Regions from separate parts of the Anas platyrhynchos genome. Here region 1 is linked to region 2. A link is a contact called in public Hi-C data. All regions are on one chromosome and are shown on one strand. Each heading gives the region's core, a stretch centred on a gene start, on an enhancer-like site or on the middle of the called end of the contact. The rest is flanking DNA. Distances are from core to core; before and after follow the strand shown. Region 1 overlaps PTPRC (protein tyrosine phosphatase receptor type C). Region 2 overlaps LOC140003133 (a long non-coding RNA gene).

Evidence for each region. Hi-C and Micro-C count contacts between places; a contact is called where the count stands out from the background.
Region 1: a Hi-C map of F1 follicle shows a contact between it and region 2, with 5 times the contacts expected there. The contact joins two enhancer-like sites. A contact is called at or near these places in 5 of 8 Hi-C or Micro-C datasets (F1 follicle, liver, skeletal muscle and 1 more).

The regions. Positions count from the first base shown.
Region 1 is chr8:13,913,255-13,918,468 of IASCAAS_PekinDuck_T2T, reverse strand. It overlaps PTPRC (protein tyrosine phosphatase receptor type C), which reads left to right. Exons shown (of 29, transcript XM_072041603.1): 29 at 83-1,347. The coding sequence ends at 355. Among named protein-coding and RNA genes, the nearest start is that of PTPRC, 66 kb to the left of the region's middle. Within about 2 kb of position 3,403, at least 1 of the 8 cell types and tissues checked has an H3K27ac peak or open chromatin away from gene starts, as enhancers often do.
Region 2 is chr8:13,654,089-13,659,645 of IASCAAS_PekinDuck_T2T, reverse strand. LOC140003133 (a long non-coding RNA gene) reads right to left here. Exons shown (of 14, transcript XR_011811147.1): 12 at 4,667-4,847; 13 at 4,227-4,540; 14 at 2,445-3,222. Among named protein-coding and RNA genes, the nearest start is that of NR5A2, 120 kb to the right of the region's middle. Within about 2 kb of position 4,190, at least 2 of the 8 cell types and tissues checked have an H3K27ac peak or open chromatin away from gene starts, as enhancers often do.

The DNA of each region.
Region 1 (5,214 bases), core at 2,154-4,653, 260 kb before region 2:
TTTAAGAAAAGAAAGAATGAATGGGATTATTTGTGGGCTCTGTGTGTTTCATTCATACTAACCTCTTCTCTTTATATTTAAGGAACATTACCAATTTCTGTATGACACCATTGCCAGTATCTACCCTGCACAGAATGGACAAATAAAGAAGAACAGCCAGCAGGAAGATAAAGTTGAATTTTGCAATGAAGTAGAAAAAAAAGATCAGGAAACTGATTTGATCACTATTGATCTTACCACATCAATACCAGAGGAAAATGGGGCTTCTGAAGTCTGTGAGGATTCTAAGGCTGCAGATACTACTAAGGGAACAGAAAGCTCAACAAATGGCCCCACAACTCCAGTTTTAACTTAATTTTTTTTTGCTAAAAAAATAAACAGTGCATTTTGATGTGCAAAAAATCTTAACCAAAATAGGAAGTATATGATTTTTTTTTCCCTCTTCATACCTTTTTGGAAGACATCTATTTTTATATCAGATTTTCAAAATTACAAATTTAATGGAATACTTGAAACTCAGAAAGAGTGACAGAGAACTGTGAAAGTTCATTTTTTGTGTAGATTTGCATTTAATTCTTCAAAAACTTTTCACTGCTTTTGTGCTTTTCATTTTAAAAATATGTACAGTGTAATACAATGTTCTTATATTGAGCAGTGGGAAGTGTTTTTTTTTTTTTTTTTTTTTTTTTTAACGTCTGTAACGAGGAGGAAAAGAACTCAACACAGCAAGAGTAGTGTATTACTAAAACAGGCCTGTCTTCAAAACTATTAACTCTAATTGGTAAGCATATGTTCTATCACCTCAGGAGTGCTGACCAAGCACTGTTTAAGTAAGCGGAATTTATGGGACTTTGCCAAACAACTTCAAGAGCTTATTGTTTACATTGTGTGCTAATTCCAAGGGTCAGATTTTTAGTAAATCCTCCCAAATCAATGTGGAGTAGAAGTTTTGCATTTTTCTAACTTGCCTCAAGATGTCCTTGTTGCTCCATATAAATTCATCTGAGATTTCAATATTAGATTCAAAGCAGAAAGTTTGGAGATTTGAATGATTACAGTTCTGACGGAAAACACTTTCTGTTTACTCTTAGAGCTTGAAATATTGTGTGCTTGCACATTTATTTTGTATGCTTATATCCTGTAATTTAAAGAGATTACTTCCATGAATGCATATGACCTGTTTTCAGAGTAGATGCTTTTCTCCAAACCATGTATATTTCAACTAGTACAACAATTTTTTTTTTAATTAAGAGATTTTGTATGTTATAGTTGTGATACTTCTACTGTTTCTTGCTGAATTTTAGCCTACTGTTTTTAAGACAAATAAAAAGATTAATTAATAGTTAACGTGGTGGAAATTGTTCTAACAGTCTGTAAACTGGTCATTTCTTCTAAATGCACAAAATCTTGAGCTGTCCAATATATGGATAAAAATACAAATTTGAGTAGGAAATTCTTATAATACTGTGTATGAATCCAGGTAAGTGTTGTGATTCTCTCATTACAGGTGAACAAAACCATTTTTCTCTTGCTTGAAGTCATTAAAGAAACTCAACAGACTTAGTATCCCTCCACTTATCACTGCATGCTCCTAATTTCTCCTTACGAAAAAAATAAAAATAATTGAAAATACTTGAGAGCTATGTAAAAAACATATATGGTCACAGTTAAAACATTAATTTAATTTTGCTGCTAATTGAGATCAAATAATTAATTCACAATTATCAGTTAAGTGTTGCAGCTTGGTAGTCTTATCAAGGTACAGTGGCAGCAAACATTCACATGTATATATATGTGTGTGTGTATATATATATATATATATAAAAATAACACTTCATACAATCCCAATGTGACAATTGATGGAGTCTGCCTTAATAAGTTTTAGAATTTCTGATTACTTCTAGGAACTTGCTATGTATACATCAGGGTGCCTTTTTTTTTTTTTCCTTTTCTATTGTCATTTGAGTTTCAAAAATCCAAAAGGTGGTGACAGAATCTGTAGAAGAGTGCCATTATGCTGGGATGCTCTGTATTCATGTGGGTGATCTGTGGTTGTATTTTTGTCTCCCAGGAACACAGCGAAGCACATCACAGGTGAGGCACAAAGCCCAAGCTAATAATCTGCTAAGAAACTGTTTTGTTAAGGCAAGAACAACATTGTAAGCAGGCTGGATACTTGGCATAGCCTAGAAGCTGAGAAACTAACGTGCAAAGTAAGATACAAAACTTTGTTGACTTTCTCAAGTAGAGTTAAACTGAAAAATGACAGGTAACCACAGCCTCAAGCTAAGAGTCAGCTGTTGTTCACAAGTATTTTATAATCTGAAATCCAGGATAGAAATAGCTAAGCAATGGGTGAGTTAAGCAACAGGTAATCTGGGAGACCAATTCAGTTAATCAAGGTTTAATGTGACCAAAGGGATTGGATTTCTGCCACAATTTACTGGATAGAAACCAGTAGAAAAGTGGAAGAATGATGACGTGTTGGTGGAGCCAGGTGTAGGAAGATGTGGAGAGAGGAAGGGTCTCAGAGCCTTCACAAGTTCTTTCTTGGTCAGGTAACTATAGCTGGGGATGAACCTTGTGTTTTTTCTCTTTTGTTTATATTTTTATAACTTTCTTGCACTCTGTAATGAACCAGGTAGTAATATTAATATCTTTTGCAGAAAGAGTATGTTATGAGTATCAGCCATATCGTGATTCTTGAGATGAATGTTATACGACATAAAAATGTCCAGGCCACTGAGCCTGGGACTGGTCCAGGCTGTGGTGGTCAGAAAAATGTAAGGCTTCAGAGGAAGAATGGAACCCAGTACATCATAAACGTATAGCAAGGTATAAATGAAAAGTTTTATACAAAAGTTTTATTAGTTGATCTTTCTTTTCAATGCAAATGAAAGGAAGATGACAACTGCAACATTATTAAAGAAATTTAATTTAAAATATCTCCTTGCTAGGGACAAAAAGGAATTCTACAGTAATACAGTAAGTTACTGTAAATAAGTCTTACAGTCTTTTTCAACCTTAGTGAAAAGGGGGGTTATCAAATAGCTAAGTCCTCAGACTCAGTATTTTCACCATCAGCAATACATAACATTACTGAATTTGTGAAATTAAAATAATAAACCTTTTTCAAAGGAAAAGGCGTGTAACTATTTACAGCCAGGTTGTGTTTTGAACCCACAAGTGTGGCTGTACAACACAGAGGCAAAACAGAAACAGGAAATTTACTTTGGACCAATTTTAGCACTCAGTATCACAGTTTTGGTTTTGGAGGGCAAACCTCGTGCTAGCCTGACCTTGCCTGACAGTTAGCTGAGATCCTGGCCATGCAGAGTGTGCCCACATTCCCTTAGTGGCCCTGCTGCATTTTCTCAGTTTACCCGCCAGGCTGTGCTGAAATTCTTCAAACACCTCTGTTCAGAGCTCTGCGCTGCGTTCAGCTTGCTCCATCTCAGTAGCATGGAGCCATTTGAGGTAACGAAGATAGCATTTGTTTATACAAATGCATAGATTGTGTCTGTGTAAGACAAAGCTCTGGTTTGGAGTGCATGTTGTAGCCAAACCCTCCATGCTTAGCCTCGATAATTTGGTTGTGAACATAATTCTTTGCTGTATCAGTGAGATAACATTCCCAACTTAAAACTGATGGTTTTTCGAAGCTTCTTGGGCTGAAAAAGAAAAGAAAAAATGGAATAAAGTAGTGTGCCTGTGCTAACTTTTTTGTAAGGCAATACAACATGGAGTCAATATTGGATTGTGGGGCTGATAGACTTTATAATAGTGGTTCTCAAAAATGACTGCAAAAAATAAACTACATGTGAGGTACAGCAGACTGCATACATACAGAATAAATCAGTGGTAGCATCACAGTCTACCAAGAAATCATTTGTCAGCTCCCTTGTTGAAATAGAAGTCATCACTCATATTTTTCAACTTCAGAGAAATATGTGTTTTTTTTTTTTTTAAAAAAAAGGACAATAGTAAGTTTTCACTCAAAAATGAAGTTCTTGCCAAATGCAGAAATTTGGCAAGTGTTAGTTTTGAAGTTTAAAAAAAAAAGAAGAAAGAAATGAATCATTTTTCAGCCTATTTTACTTATGTTAATGTCATTTTGAGAACGACCGTATCTTGTTATAATTTTGGCACTGAATTATTTGTCTTTTATGAAATATTTAAATGTCATATTTTAATGTTATGTCATTTTGTCGTTAAAACCACTTCAGGACTACAACAGTTCAGCATCTTTAAAAGTGTTTCCTTTGTCTATGCTGATTTTCAATATAATTCCTATTCATCAGTAAAATGAAATTCTGACTTTATGTATTGATTTAGCATAAATAAAATTCCCACAGAACAGAAATTCAATTTCTTAAATGGCATTAAAAATTATTCCATAAGTTCTGTCTCCTTCCCAAGAGAGCAAGCAATTTCCACTACCAAATCATGCCTTGCCCATGCTCCAACCACAATGGAAATACTTTTTCTGTGGACATGGCAGGCAGGCAAAATTTGCAGCCCCCTTTCCAGCAGACAGCCCCATTCTTGCCTCCTCAGTCCAATTAGTCAGTCTCTGCCTTTTCCTTTGGTAGCTCTTGCTTGAGTTACTGAATGGTGGCCTCTTCATACCTGAATATCAATTGTATAGGTTTTCTCATTCTTTGTTATATCAAATATTTCATTGACTTGAAGAGATATCTGTTTTCTGCCACAGCCTCTCCACTTCCATCTCCGTCCACATCTCTGTCCTCCCTGCTCCTTTCTGGCATGGATGTCATCAGTGCAAGGTGCCAGGGAGCATCAAGAGCTGGCAGCCCTGCCAGGGAAGCAGAGCCTGGATCAAGAGTGAAGCAAGGCAGACAGGGAAGGGATTGCATCACGGGCACAGTGAGCAGGGCAGGGCTGGTGACACCAACCAGCATCAGACAGTGGACCACTGCTCGCCATGCAAGCGCAAAGCAACGAAGCAGCTGTGAGGCCAAGGAGACGTGGGTGAGTCAGGATCAGCCACGAGCGTGGCCAGGTACAGGCAGCCCTTAAGGCACAGCAAGTCTAGGCAGCGCTCCTTACCTTAATGCCACAGGCTTCCTGGCTTGTGTCAAGAAAAAAGTTTATGTTACATCTCTTCTAAAGGTCTTATGCTGCTTTGGAATCGCTGACTGTATGAAGTTCATATGCCACTTGGCTAGATGTTACAGAGGTTGATTACTTGTC
Region 2 (5,557 bases), core at 2,941-5,440:
AGGACAGGAAAGAACTTCTATATGCCAACATTCATATATTTTCTCTTTACTCGGATTTTTGTTGTTGTTTTGTTTGTTTGTTTCTTTGCTTTTTTGAGCTCAGAAGTCAGTATGAACAGTAACGGGCACTCACAGCTGTGCTTTAGAGGAACCTTTGGGGAAGGTGTCTCAGAGTGCTTTGTCATTTGCTGACAAACTGGTGCCGGGACCAGAACTTAATGAAGTCTTCGGAGAAAATTTTGTGGCAGATCAGGCAATCTCAAAGGTATGGACCTGCAGTAAAACTGCTGTAACAGATGATTTATTTACCTTTTTTCACCTCTTGAAAGGCTGACAGTTGAGCTTTGTGGCAAGCTTTAATATCACCTTCTTAGTTGCACCCTCGTTATTATTTTTCAGGTTTTCTGGCATTCAAAAAAAAAAAAAAAAGGCCAGGGCAGTAGCTTAGAGTTATTTGCAGTTTATCTCCCAGTGATATCTTCAGTCTTTAAAGCCTATTGAGCACCTCTGCTATGCTGCCAATGCAAATCACCTTGGACCATCAGACAGGAGAGGGCCAAGTCGCTGTGCTGCTGATTCTCTGATGCCTTCCACACTCTGGAGCTGGATTCACATCAGCAAGTAGGTGCCATTCTTTTTCCAGGAGGACAGTGACAAAATTTGCTTCCTTACATATTAAAGAATCCCAGGAGACACTGTGCTTTCCTGAAGGAGATTGTTTCAGTGCTGAGCTGATGTTTCTGTTACCAGAGGACTTCCAGTTCTTAGGTAGGACCCTTTATGGGACAGGCTTGTTTACACAAAACTGTTTTGTTTCCCTACTAATGTAGGAAAAGTAGCCGAATGGACAAAACCTTACTGTGTTATTGAAGATCAGGACAATAGTAGTAGAAACACATCAGTATAAATAAGTGGCTTTTCTGAGCACTAGCAGTTTGGGGGGAGAATGTAAACAGTGCATTGATTCTAGAAAAATAACATAAACTTGCAAAATGTGCCAATTTTTTTTTTCCACTGAAAAGATGTGGTTAGTAAGGTTTTTCTCAGTTGTACAAACCAGGCTTTTTTCTCTATGGGAAAACAGATAAGGTATTAAAAAAAGATGGTAAAGTTTTGCTCATGTTAGATAAATGCCCACCTCTTAAAAACACTCTTAGACTGCCACGGCCCATCACAGCCTACAGGCCAAGAACTGAATGCTCGTGTAGGTTCAAATACTTTTTCCCTCCTATAGCAATGTCCATTAGGATACAGAGTATGATAAAGTGGTGTAGCATTGATGAAGCTAGCTGCCAAGGCAGAATTTCAAAGCAAAGCCAATGCAGAATTTGGGTGGGAGCAGAACAATTCCAGTGCATCTCTGTGACTTCGGAAAGCAGAGCTCACACCACTGCAGTGCCTCACTGGTGGCTGTTGCTGAGCCGGCAGCTGGAGAGCCCCAGAAATCAATCTGGCTGTCTGAAGGACAGACCTCAGCCACCCAGTGTCAGTGGGAGGATGTGAAGGGACTTGGGTCCTGCCTGGAGTGTGGGCTCAGTCATATAAATACAGGATCTCATCTTTGGGAATTGTTGCTCTGAACTGCATCACTTTCACCAGCCCTACGAGGCAATGCAGCTAGTCCTGGACTCCAGTCCTACACGTAAACGTCACTTTGGTACTGAAAAAGTGTTATTTGGTCAGCTGTGGAGGGAGGATGGCTTAAATTCCCTCTTGTCTCTCTTGTTTAAACTAACTTACATGTCTGCTCAGTGGGCGTTTGGAAATTACCTTTACTGTATGTATTTTCTGTTTCAAAATTTCACGTTGCAATGAGCAGTCCAGAAATCCAGATGTGCCCTGTTACAATGAGAACATTTTAAAGTGGCAGGTGTTCTAGCACTCTCTCAGACCAGTACGTTTTTGTATCTTTTGTATTGTTTTAGTGTCTAATACCAAGGAATTTGATTTTCTCAGGAACATTTGTTAATTTTTATGAAACGTGTATTCAGATACAAATAGCTAGAAATACCCAGCATCAATTCCTTTCTTCTGATTCCTGTTCTGTTTTCATATATTGAGCTCATGCAATTTGTTTTTTACATTAAACAGATTCCTGATCTGAAAGCTTACTTAGCTTTCAAATTTAGATTTAAAAAAAAAAAAAAAAATGGAACGGATGAAATTAAATGTTTCTTTTGGATCGTACACTGACAAAGAAAAGGAAATCCCTTGCTGTGGGATATTGCAGTCATGGGTCATGAACGTTTAAGCAGGAGTTACTGCCATCCAGAGGAGAAAAGCCATAAACTGTCATATTTCATTATTGTTTTAAGCATAGGAACGTAAAACACATTGGTTGATTCAGTTTATTTCATATTAAGGAATCCAAGAGTAGAGAAATAATATAAATGCACCCAGGGGTTTCTGCATGTGCTGTTTGTTTGTTGTTTGCTTTTACGTAGGTATTTATGAAACAAACTTCAGAGGAGCACTGGAGATGACACAGTATGAAACACATCCACAGAGGAAGAATCACCAGGTAATAAAAGCAATTTACTTTCCTCTCTGCGGGTGGAGATATTGCAGGAAGAGGTTTTAGAAATACCTGTGCTAGGTTCCAAGCTTTGGGCATGACACAGAAAATACATGTAGAAGGAGCTGGATAATGCGTGCCCCTCATAGCCTGTGTGACAGCTGCTTACGCCTTCTGCCCAGTGCGGCCCTGAAGTTGAGCAAGAGAAAAGTTCTCAGCTGGAGGGGGAAAAAAATTGAGAGGAAAGGCACAAAAAAGATTTAAACTGCTGAAATGCCGAGCCTTTTTCTTTGACAGTCTTTTTGGACAGTCCATCTTCAGCCACAACTGTGTGAAAAATGCAAGAACGGCGATATTTGACTAAATATGATAGTCCTTTGACTAAAAATAATGACAAATACTGACCCCCAGCTGGCGGCAGCAGGCGTGGTGTTGCAGCGCCCTCTGCTGGGCTCGGGGCGGGCCGAGCGCGCCCGCTGCTGCCCCGGGGGCTCCGCTCCGCCGGCGGCTGCCGCAGCCCGGCCTCGGCTCCGGTCCTGGGGCCGGGAGCAGCCGGTGACACTGCTGACACCGCCCCGCACCTACCACCTGGCCGGGAAGCCCACACTGAAGAATCAGGAGTGCCAAAAACAACCGAGCAAACGTCCTGGCTTCCTGTCTGCAATCTTTCCTTCCAATTATTTATGTTGCGATTGTTTCCAGAGACACTGAAAAACAAACAAACAAACAACAACTGAAATTGTGCTTGTTTATAAACACGCACAATGACATGATCTTTAAATGTATGTTTTAATTGCTGGGAAAAGTTATTTTCCCTTCTCCTGTATCACTCTGAGACTTAAGGGGAAGCATGAATTTCTCCGTTACTGTATAGTTCTTGAAAATAACACACATCACAATCCACCACAAAGTCCAGCACAGCACCCCAGTGATTTCAGTCAGGTACTCGACACACAGAAATTTAGCGCAGTTGGTAGTTGGACAGGATGCATCCCATGTTTTTTTGCCATTCTACCAGATGCCGTGAGTATAACATTGCATCACCCCCACCTCCATCACGGGATGATCTATTTCAATAGTATGTGAGGAACAACTGCGCCTACAGGTAATGGATAACCCTAAAAGAGCATCATCCAAGAAAAGCAGAGCAGAAATCACTGGCTACTGTTTCCAATTAGGAAAAAAAAAAAGAAAAATCAGGAAGAGCTGCATTTTACAGAGCCAAAATGACATCCTATTTCATATAGTCTAATTTTTAAATGTTGTAATTCAAACAAAAACAAACTTCAGTCAGAAATCTGCATTAAAATTTGGAAGAGGCACTACTGAGATATAAGGAGGTGAATGGGCCAGGACTCAAAACATTGGATATAGTTTTCCACCACATTTGTCCAACCAAATCCATGTAAACTTTGAGCAAGTTTGGCAAGAGCCACAGTGGTTTTGTTTTTACAGCCATACGAAGGGAAAAAATCCCTTGTGTATTGGGTATTCCTTGAAACGGGTAAAGTCATTGTGGTAAAATGTGTTTATGTATTCTAAGACAATCATAAATCAAGACAAGTCTTTGAAGACAATTTGAGGTAATAATTTCATGCCTGTTTCTTAAGTTGCCTAGTCTACATAGCTGCCTAAATGGGTAAGTGCCAGTGTAAACAGTCACTACTAGGTGCTGCCAAATGAAATCATCACCCTTTTTAGTGCCCCTTACCAAAGCATGCTCCTCACTGGCAGCCTTCAGTACGTATGCAAACCAATGAATCATCTTGTTAGCTCAGAGGATGACAGTGAAATTAAATTCCTTCTCTTCTAAATGCAACAGTTTAGTCATTTGAGACAGGAAATCGCTTTCTGTTGGGAAGCAGTATTGGGTGAATCTCAACCAGTTTCCAGAACTGAGAAGGGCTCAGGTTGCAGGAGAAACGATGTGATTATGATGGGCAGGAAGCAGAACAGGACAAGTTCAAGCAAAGACTCTGTAGAATGCAATAGCGAATATTACTCTTGATTACTCTTCTTTAATAGCTAGATCAAAAAAAAAAAAAAAAAAAAAAAAAGTATACCAAGATTAATTCCTAAATACATTAGCTCCTAGAGAAGCTTTTAGTGAATCCTATTCAAATGTTGGGATTTTTCTATAAAAATACTTGCCTGTGCCCGGCATCCCCCCAGGGCAGTTCTGCAGAAGCATCTTCACAAGTGATGATGTAAAGGAGGAGATGCAGTGAAGTAGACGGGGAAGCATGGAAACACACCTTGCTCTTTTTCTCTCCCACATCTATTATTTCGCATGTGCTATAGCCCAGCTGTGGTACCTCACTATCAATGGAAGCTGGCAGAAGGATCAATGAAAGGTTGTCATGAGAAAAGGAGGGTGCAGGCTGCTCAAAAGCACATTAAGAAGTATCTCCTGTTGAGGAACTTCACCAAAACTGATTGTGATTCCTTTGTGTCAAGACAGAGGACAAATTTTGAGTGTTGTTATATCTATTTTTATGATACCAAGATCTCTCTAAGAATTTATGAGACTCTCTCTTTGGATTTACTTATCCCTTCAGGAAGTGTAGATTGTAGATTAGTCATTTTAAGCCAGCTGACCTCAGTCACCTTCATTGACAGGCAAACTCAAGCTTAAAGTGAAAGGATTCCCGGGATCACAGGTTTCTACTAAAGTAAGTGCACGTGCTATCAGAGTACTCAATATGAGAAACATTTATATTTAGTTCCAGAATTATTAATTCTCCAAAGTGGTCCAGATTTAAATGGAATTAAATTCAATAGTGAATCCCACCTTACATAATGATACACGGGACTAGAAGCAATAACCTGCTGAAAGACTACGGAGCTCAGCATATCTGGGGCATTTGGCTGACTTGGAGCAGACTTCAAAGATTGCCTGAAAAGTTGCTGCCTTTTGCAGAGCTCACTGTAATCTATCTGTAAATTTTCACAATTTTCAGGACTGTTTTATGTGCAAAAATTTCAATTTAAAGATGAAATGATATCCTCAAATATTCCAGATGGGTTAATTACATTCAGCAC